2 separate regions of the Mus musculus genome follow, and region 2 is linked to region 1. A link is a contact called in public promoter capture Hi-C data. All regions are on one chromosome and are shown on one strand. The core of a region is the stretch at or near the end of the contact, and the rest is flanking DNA. Distances in the headings are between cores, read along the strand shown.

Region 1 (4,499 bases), core at 1,482-3,981:
ACAGCTAGTGTGTTCAGACAGGGAGCGTTACACAGCTAGTGTGTTCAGACAGGGAGCCTTACACAGCTAGTGTGTTCAGACAGGGAGCGTTACACAGCTAGTGTGTTCAGACAGGCAGCGTTACACAGCTAGTGTGTTCAGACAGGGAGCGTTACACAGCTAGTGTGTTCAGACAGGGAGCGTTACACAGCTAGTGTGTTCAGACAGGGAGCGTTACACAGCTAGTGTGTTCAGACAGGCAGCGTTACACAGCTAGTGTGTTCAGACAGGCAGCGTTACACAGCTAGTGTGTTCAGACAGGGAGCGTTACACAGCTAGTGTGTTCAGACAGGGAGCGTTACACAGCTAATGTGTTCAGAAAGGGAGCGTTACACAGCTAGTGTGTTCAGACAGGGAGCGTTACACAGCTAGTGTGTTCAGACAGGCAGCGTTACACAGCTAGTGTGTTCAGACAGGGAGCGTTACACAGCTAGTGTGTTCAGACAGGGAGCGTTACACAGCTAGTGTGTTCAGACAGGGAGCGTTACACAGCTAGTGTGTTCAGACAGGGAGCGTTACACAGCTAGTGTGTTCAGGCAGGGAGCGTTACACAGCTAGTGTGTTCAGATAGGGAGCGTTACACAGCTAGTGTGTTCAGACAGGGAGCGTTACACAGCTAGTGTGTTCAGACAGGGAGCGTTACACAGCTAGTGTGTTCAGACAGGCAGCGTTACACAGCTAGTGTGTTCAGACAGGGAGCGTTACACAGCTAGTGTGTTCAGACAGGCAGCGTTACACAGCTAGTGTGTTCAGACAGGGAGCGTTACACAGCTAGTGTGTTCAGACAGGGAGTGTTACACAGCTAGTGTGTTCAGACAGGGTTTTGAGTTCTGTTTTAGTGTGTGCTGTTTAATAACTTGAAGGTCTGGCTGTTTTCTAATATGGAATGCCATTTCAAAATAGATTGCAAAGTAGTTTTTAACTTAACTGGTGTCAGTAGATTGCCTCTAAAAGATGGCTACTTTGAGAAGTAGTACTCATTTTGTATTTGTGACAAGAGAATGCTTATGACATGGAGGTATATTTTCTATTAAAAATGTGCATATATGTAAATAATGTGTTCCGTTTTAACAATGTATGCTCACTCAGAATGTTTCTCATTATCCAACACTTATCCTTCCAAGAAAATATCATGCCTCAAAAACAAAAAAAGGAATTATTGATTGTTGGAAAAAGTTCAGTTTGAAGCGCTGTCACACATCTGCTTGAAATCCATTGTAAATAGTGTCAGATGAGACAGTCAATTTCATGAATGTGCTGAATATAAAATGATTCTTGGTGTTGCTATCTAGTTCAGAGCAGGTTATAGCAACAACAGTGAGTCAGAGTCTAAAAATAAAGATAGCCGCACCACAGCTATCTAATGAAGTTATTTTATGTGCAGCTAACTCAGTGCCCTGACCTCTCAGAAGACAACTAGAGTGTTGTGAAGCGCAATGTAGCCAAACCATGTGGGGTCAAGGCTGGCCCCACCTCTTACCTCTGACCCCTGCTTAGATAGCAGCTGACTGAAACCTTTCTTCTCCAAATAAAATGAAGAGATGTAGCTAAATTATACTGCCCATGCTTAGTGTTTGCAGCAGAGGAGGGAGGGAGCAAGGGCGCTCGCAGCGCCTGGGAATGCGTAAGCCCCGTGTGAAGCCTGGGGCAGAGTGGCAGGAGTGGAGAGGCAGCTAGTACACTTTGGCTATGTGGTTGTTTTGAAAGAGGAGGGGTAAGATGTTTTCATATTTCTGAAATATTTCTTTGTGTTCTATTTTCTTTATGACTAGATTCTGGAAACCAAAATGGAGGAAGTGATGATAAGTCTAAGAATGCTGAGAGAAACTATTTAAATATTTTACCTGGTAAGTATTATTTTGTTTTACATTCTTACTTTCCTATAGTCACACACACTAAAATAGTGGATTTGAAACATGAGTTCTTACGCTGCTCATTTATAAAGTGTTGAACCATATGTGCCTTTGAAACAGCACTTGATCCATATAATCCATATAACACACAGATGTTCTCCACTGCAAAGCCCCGCTTGTATACCAGTAATGACTTCTGGATCCACAGAGAAAACCCATAGTCATATGCAGTTTCCATGATTTTATATTTTTCATTTTCTCCCATACATTGTTTCTTAGTTACTAAGGAATGAGCCAAGAGGTGTTTTTACTCTAAAATATAAGCAGTGGTGCATGGAAATGCATGTGATTAGACCGTGGCAGGGCCTTTTGATGCAAGCTCACATCTCCCTTCGCAGCCTTCCCCCTGTGTCTTCCCCTGTTGCTACCGGACACATTTAACCCCAGGAGCGCGAGCTCTCAGTCTTCCTTGTGGTTGCGCTCACTCGCTGGTTCTTAGGCAGCAAGCAGAAGCCCTGGGTGCTCTGTAGACGTGAGCTCTTGAACAGTGGTCGGCTTTATAGTTTCAGAAATAGCCCTTCCTTGATAGTTTTCTCTTCTCTTTTATGTAGTTTCTCACTTCCTTCCTCAGACCTTGAACACTCGGGCCACATCACTAACTTAAGGGAAAGTCATTCCCATTTCGGCCCTCATCTTAGAAGGCATAGCCCGTTGGGCTGTGGTCATCAGCCTCCAAGCTTCCTCCCACCTTCGCATCTCCTGCCTTGGTGGATAATGTTAGACTCACCACAAGCCGTTTCCTCCCTCTGTGGAACAGGAGCCTGTCTGTTATTCTTTGTAGGCCCATGCCCTGAGTCATCACACTGGCTTTCTAGGATAGGAGTGTGGTAGCCGTTACTGCTGTGGAAGTGCCTGTATCTCCTGATCAGTTCATTTCCTTCCTTCCTTGAAGAAAGCCTATCATTATTACCACTAAACAAGGAATGATATGCCTTTAGTCTGGGGTAGGCAGGAGTATTAAATTGCCTACCACATATGCTGACAGGGTCTGAATTTCCATACCCAGCATATTGATAGGCGATGAAAAACATCTCCATCAAAACTTATTTCAAGTCATGAAGAAAACCAGGTATATTACATACTTTTAAATTTTTTAATTTTTCCTTTTAAGTTTTTTATACAATATGTTTTTATCCTATGTCCTTCCCCTTCACCCAGGAATAGTTGTTTCTTTATGATGGTCTTGGTACCCAACAGCTTATTCCATGCAGTTCTCCAGCAGCCTCATCAAACAAGCAGTTAGCCTGAATCCCACATTTTCTGTGCAAAGTGCCAGGTGAGAAAGTAAAAGTGAGTCCTCAGTCTCACCTAGCCAAAGACTGCTGGAGAGCAGCAGGTCTCCTCCACTTCCAACCCGGACCCTTCTCTACGCTATCTCAGTAATTTGTTACTACAGCCAGCACCTGGACTGGCCCCCATTTTATTAATGGGTAAAATGAGACCAAGAGGCAAGTCATTTAAGGACGGACAAAGCAGTGCCAGATTGGGGATTAGGAGCACCTGACCGGCTCACGGAGTTGTCTTCCCTCACTGCTGGCCCACACCCAAGGCCAGTGTTGGGAGGCCCATCCACTGAGATGAGGCAGACACATCTGGGGCCCAGGAGGCCACTGCCTCGCGTGCTCTGCTCCGTTGTGACAAGCCCAGCCCCGCCACATGATCTCCTTTCTACTTCTCTCTGGCTGGCTTATTTTATACCTCTATCTATGCCCTTTGTGTTCTTTTAATTGTTTGCCCGTTTGTTTTTAAAGAAAACTTTTTGCTTAGGTCCCCTGAGAGGCATCTTTAACTACAGCTTATACACACTGGTAACTAAAGATGCTGAAGTGCGAAAGCACTTTATATTTTTATTACATTTGTTTAGATGCGTGCACGCGCGCGCGCGCGTGTGTGTGTGTGTGTGTGTGTGTGTGTGTGTGTGTGTGTTCTGTCTGTGTTCATGTGTGTGCTCATGTTAAGACCAGAGGATAATTTGTGGTATTAGTTCTCTCCTTCCCCCATGGTCTTGGGGATCAAACTCATACTGTCAGTGTTGGCAGCCATCACCTTTACCCACCGAGCCCTCTTACCTAGCCAAAGTACTCCTATAAAATATTTTCCCCAGCTGGGCAGTGGTGGTGCACGCCTTTAATCCCAGCACTTGAGAGGCAGAGGCAGGCGGATCTCCGAGTTCAAGGCCAGCCTGGTCTACAGAGTGAGCTCCAGGACAGCCAGAGCTACACAGAGAAACCCTGTCTCAAAAAAACAAAAAACAAAACAAAACAAAAAAAATTCCCCAAACACATTTACTATCTCCTATAAATATTGAAAACAAGTGCATCTGTCTTCTCTTTCTATATTCCTGAAATTATTTCATTTTAGTTTTTGTTTTGTTTTGTTTTTTTTACAAAATACTTTTACTGATTATTTGGGAATTTCACACAATGCACTTTGATCACACTCACATCCCAGTTCTCCTAGGTCCACCCTTATGACCTTCCCAAAAATAAAAGAAAAGGAGGGGAAAAGGGAAAAAATACCAAATCCAGTTCGAGTTGCCCATACACT
Region 2 (4,123 bases), core at 971-3,470, 110 kb after region 1:
TGACACACACATGTTCCCTATATCTCCTGGGAGAGAGCTTGGCTTACTAAGAAAAAAGTGATGTCTTTGCTACCTAGTCTTTCTTATTAAGGGGTAGGTCACACAGCTCTGGCTCTGATGGGCTGTGGGAGTTAATGTGTCATTCAATCCAGAGTCCAGGCTGGTCACCAGCACCCTCTGTGTGCATTGGCCACCTATACTTAGGCAAGTTACATAGACCCTTCCCATTGGTTTCCATATGTATATAAAGGAAATATGTAATGGCCTCCTTACAGGGTTATTAAACGAGTTAGCACAAGAGAAAAATAACCAGGCTATTAAGAGGACTAGTGGTCTCTCAGTGAGCATTAGCTGTGGCTATGATTCATCCTGGAGAAGCATCCTGGGGCATCGGTAGACTTAGTTCTAACTCTACTGGGTATGACTCTGTGACTTCGGCATTACAGACTAGCTCTCCGCTCCTTCACGTATAACATTAAAGTATTAGCGCTGGGGAGATGGCTCGGTTAGCAAAGCACTTGCCACATAAGTGTGAGGACTTGAGTTTGATGCCCAGGGCCCACTTACAATCTTATAATCTCAATCTGGGAAAGGAGAAGCAGGAGGACGCCAGGGGCTCGCTGCTATAAGGTGCACAGCTCCTGAGGAGCAACCCTGAGGTTGCCTGCTGATCCTACTCAAACACATATACATACACACATGAACACTCTCAGAAATGGCAACACACACATACACACACACATTTGTTTTGAAGTCCAGCCTTAGTGAACACATCTTTAATCGCAGCAATCAGGAGACTGAAGCAGACAGAGCTCCGTGAGTTTGAGGCCAGTTAGGGCTACATAGTGAGGCCCTGTCTTGGTAAATAAGTAAGTTAATAATAAATACAAGTTTTAAATGGTAATAGCACAGTGTGCCTGTCTTATAGAGTTGCAGTGAAGCTCAAAGAACTAGTGGATGAGAAAACACTCTGTAAACCACAGAAGCCTGGACCCAACTGGAACTGGAGGTGGAACGGGCATCTCCACTTGCCTTGGCGTGTGCAAGCATCCATGTGCTTTACACGATGGCTACTCGTCTTTATCTGCTTCCTCCGCTTGATTTGTCACATCTTGCTCTCTCTTCCATCCGCTTTGATGTCTATCTTGTGGGATACTCATCTGTTGTAGGAACTCAGTAACCTGGGACACTGAGTGAGCAGTCCTTTTCTTGTGGCCATATACTGCTGATGTCTGTTCCAGCAGTCTGCCTTCCAATGGACTGTGTGTGTTAGTCTGCCTTCAACCTCCTACCCCACACACCACACCCCACACCCCACACCGCTGCATCAGACGCACCTCCACAGAGGGCATGCACAGAGCAATTTCTGCAGTGAGGCATCCACTCATACAAGGTCCCAGGGTGTGGACATGGGCTGGGGAGGTGCCCAGTCCTGCAGCTCCTGGATGCTTCCTGCCCTCTGATTCCTCTGATCAGCCAGCAGTGCCGTTCCAGTCCTCCAAATGAGTCTCCTTCCTATTGGCAAAGCCATAATTGCCAGTTTAGTTCCCTGCCTCATCCAGACGAGGGAAACTGAGAAACCAGATCTTGCCATTTTTGCTGACCTCAAGACCTTGTTTTCTTTCTTCTTGCCTTGAGGTCTTTGGGAATGGTGATGGGAGGTGTTGAGCTCATGCTCCCACCTAACACCCTTCCTGGGGTTTGTGTATGGGGGTAGGGGGGAGTCTCATTTGCCTGATAGCATCACTTATGACCATATATCAAGACACTTGCCAGATGCAACAGCCAGGAGTAAGCTCCAAGAACACACTTGGCAGCTGGAGGAAAAGGGCTTAAGCAAACCAAAACAAGGACACTGGAGGGAGATGAGTTAGCGAGGAGGCGGCTTTCTGGTTTTCTGGGGTTTTTTTTGTTTGTTTGTTTCAGTACTGCTGGCTGCCTTCACACTTCCTGATGGAAGTGGGGACAGGTCAACAAATGACCCAGGGTCACAGATAACTTTTGCCCACACATCATTCACTTATGGGAGCACTGGCTTGAAATTGAGGGGTGTGTGCGTGCATGTATGTGTGTGCCTGGAACTGACGCGCCTTCCGCAAGCCTAAGAAGTCTGGGCTTTTTCTTTGAATGGATGATTACAACACAGAGGATGTGGCGGCATTGTTTTTCCTGCTTGATGTCACACCACCACCCTTTAAAAGTCCCGGGGAAAAAAGGAGGGAATCTAGCCCAGGATCCCCACCTCAGTTCTCAGCTTCTTCCTAGGAAGAAGAGAAAGGCCAGCAAGGGCCCAGCCTGTCTGGGAGTGTCAGATTTCAAACTCAGCATTAGCCACTCAGTGCTGTGCAATGCTAGGGACCTGCCTTAGACTCCTGGTGGGCGTGCTCTGCACTGTCTGCAGCTTGGGCACTGCTAGAGCCTATCCGGACACTTCCCCATTGCTTGGCTCCAACTGGGGAAGCCTGACCCACCTGTACACGGCTACAGCCAGGACCAGCTATCACCTACAGATCCATAGGGATGGTCATGTAGATGGCACCCCCCATCAGACCATCTACAGTGAGTATGGGTTCCAGGTTGGGAAGAGGGGAAACTCTCTGCTGTTGACCTACAGAGGTATTGGGGAAACCTTGGGCTAGATAAATTGTCTAGTTTCTTGTATGCATAGTTTTGGGGTGTGTGTGTGTGTGTGTGTGTGTGTGTGTAACCTAAAAGGAAGATTTTTTTTCTTCCCCTTTATTATTTGACTCACAAGTTTTTCTCAACCTGAATAATTGCTATTGTAACCCATTTCCAATAATGAGAGATAATTTTCTTTTCTTCTGCTCAAGAATTAGAGGGAAAGATGGACAGAAAGACAAGGGCTCAAAGAGAAGAATAACCCAGACAGAACTTAACTGGGAGAGACTAGTCAGGGTTACATTGTGAGACTGTCTGGAAACTAAAGCAAACCTTCTCAAGAGACATTATGTTAAAGACAGACCACCAAGCTGCTTTGTCTTAGCAAGTCTGACTGAATGCATCCACTCAGCAGGTGTGCAGGGTACTTCAGAAGCGTCCTGTGTGGTTGGTTGGTGGTTCTTCTCTGAGAAGCTGAAATGTGTTTAGTTGCTAACAAAACTGATTAGCTAGTGGTGAACTCACTGGTGATGTGAAACAATTGGAATATTCTTAAGGATGGAGTCTATGGAAAATTGGATCACTAATCATACCTGTCAATCAACCAGATGTATTCAACTGAAAGCCCCTTCCAGCATAAGGAATAACACATAGAAAATAGAGTGGCAAGAGAGATGGGTATTGGAAGAGACACATGTTCTATGTTACAGACAAGCAAAAAGTATTCTAAATGGGGCTGGAGAAATGGCTCAGCAGCTAAGGGCACTTGCTGCTCTTACAGAGGGTCCAGGTCCAGTCTAGCACCCAAGTGGTAGCTTATAGCAATCTATAACTCCAATTCCGGGAGGTTCAATGCCCTCTTCTGACCTCTGATGGCACTGAAGAAATGTGGTACACAGAAATACAAGCAGACAAGACAGCTATACACAAAGAATAAGACAAAACAAAACTGAAAAATTACTCCAAGAGGGTACAGAAGATGCAGCTAGGCTCTGTGCCATGTAGAGCACTGAGCAGTGGCAGTTTGCACTTCACTAAAGAACTTTCTGTAAGGATTATGATCGCCTCTGTGCTGTTGTAGTAGGTGAGCCCATTTCCTGGATGTGGCCTTGCTGTGCGAACAATCTTCTCTCTGCTAGAAACCAACAGACCTTAAACCTAGCAGCCAGGTACAGGCACACGCAAAGCCAGCAGCTTACACCTGCCCACGGGCTACACTGACAGGAAATGGGAGGACGAGGAAGAGGAGGAGAAAGGCTCTCTCCAAACACAAGGCATGCTCCAAAACTCAGGGGTCTAAAGGGGGGCTTGGGGTTACCTCTTGGAAGTCAGGTTTGAGGCTGATGTGGAGAATCTGGAGTAAATGTGGGTACATTCCATGGGTTCCCAGAACTGTTTGTGTTCTGTGGACAGGACTTACAAGGTGCCTGACACCACACAACCCTCTGCCACTGGAAATGTGACATAGTTCTTCATAGACCTCTTGTCTCCCGGTGCATTATTC

What was found. Promoter capture Hi-C pulls out the DNA fragments that hold promoters and counts their contacts.
Region 2: a promoter capture Hi-C map of the HPC-7 cell line shows a contact between it and region 1. The contact joins the promoter of Fgf23 here to the enhancer-like site in region 1. A contact is called at or near these places in 14 of 39 promoter capture datasets (3T3-L1-derived adipocytes, the C10 cell line, the HPC-7 cell line and 7 more), 3 of 15 datasets of contacts at CTCF or cohesin (the NIH/3T3 cell line and hippocampal excitatory neurons), 93 of 484 Hi-C or Micro-C datasets (the AML12 cell line, the C2C12 cell line, the C3H10T1/2 cell line and 48 more), 21 of 115 datasets of contacts at active chromatin or transcription factors (the NIH/3T3 cell line, PVALB interneurons, astrocytes and 11 more) and 5 of 9 other capture datasets (adipose tissue, embryonic stem cells, embryonic tail and 2 more).

Annotation. Positions count from the first base shown.
Region 1 is chr6:126,960,155-126,964,653 of GRCm38.p6, forward strand. It overlaps D6Wsu163e (DNA segment, Chr 6, Wayne State University 163, expressed), which reads left to right. Exons shown (of 14, transcript NM_138594.3): 10 at 1,812-1,886. Among named protein-coding and RNA genes, the nearest start is that of D6Wsu163e, 22 kb to the left of the region's middle. Within about 2 kb of position 2,732, at least 18 of the 459 cell types and tissues checked have an H3K27ac peak or open chromatin away from gene starts, as enhancers often do. A contact at or near this core is called in the HPC-7 cell line, PVALB interneurons, granulosa cells and 1 more, where this site is marked.
Region 2 is chr6:127,070,682-127,074,804 of GRCm38.p6, forward strand. It overlaps Fgf23 (fibroblast growth factor 23), which reads left to right and starts at 2,221. Exons shown (of 3, transcript NM_022657.4): 1 at 2,221-2,559. The coding sequence starts at 2,349.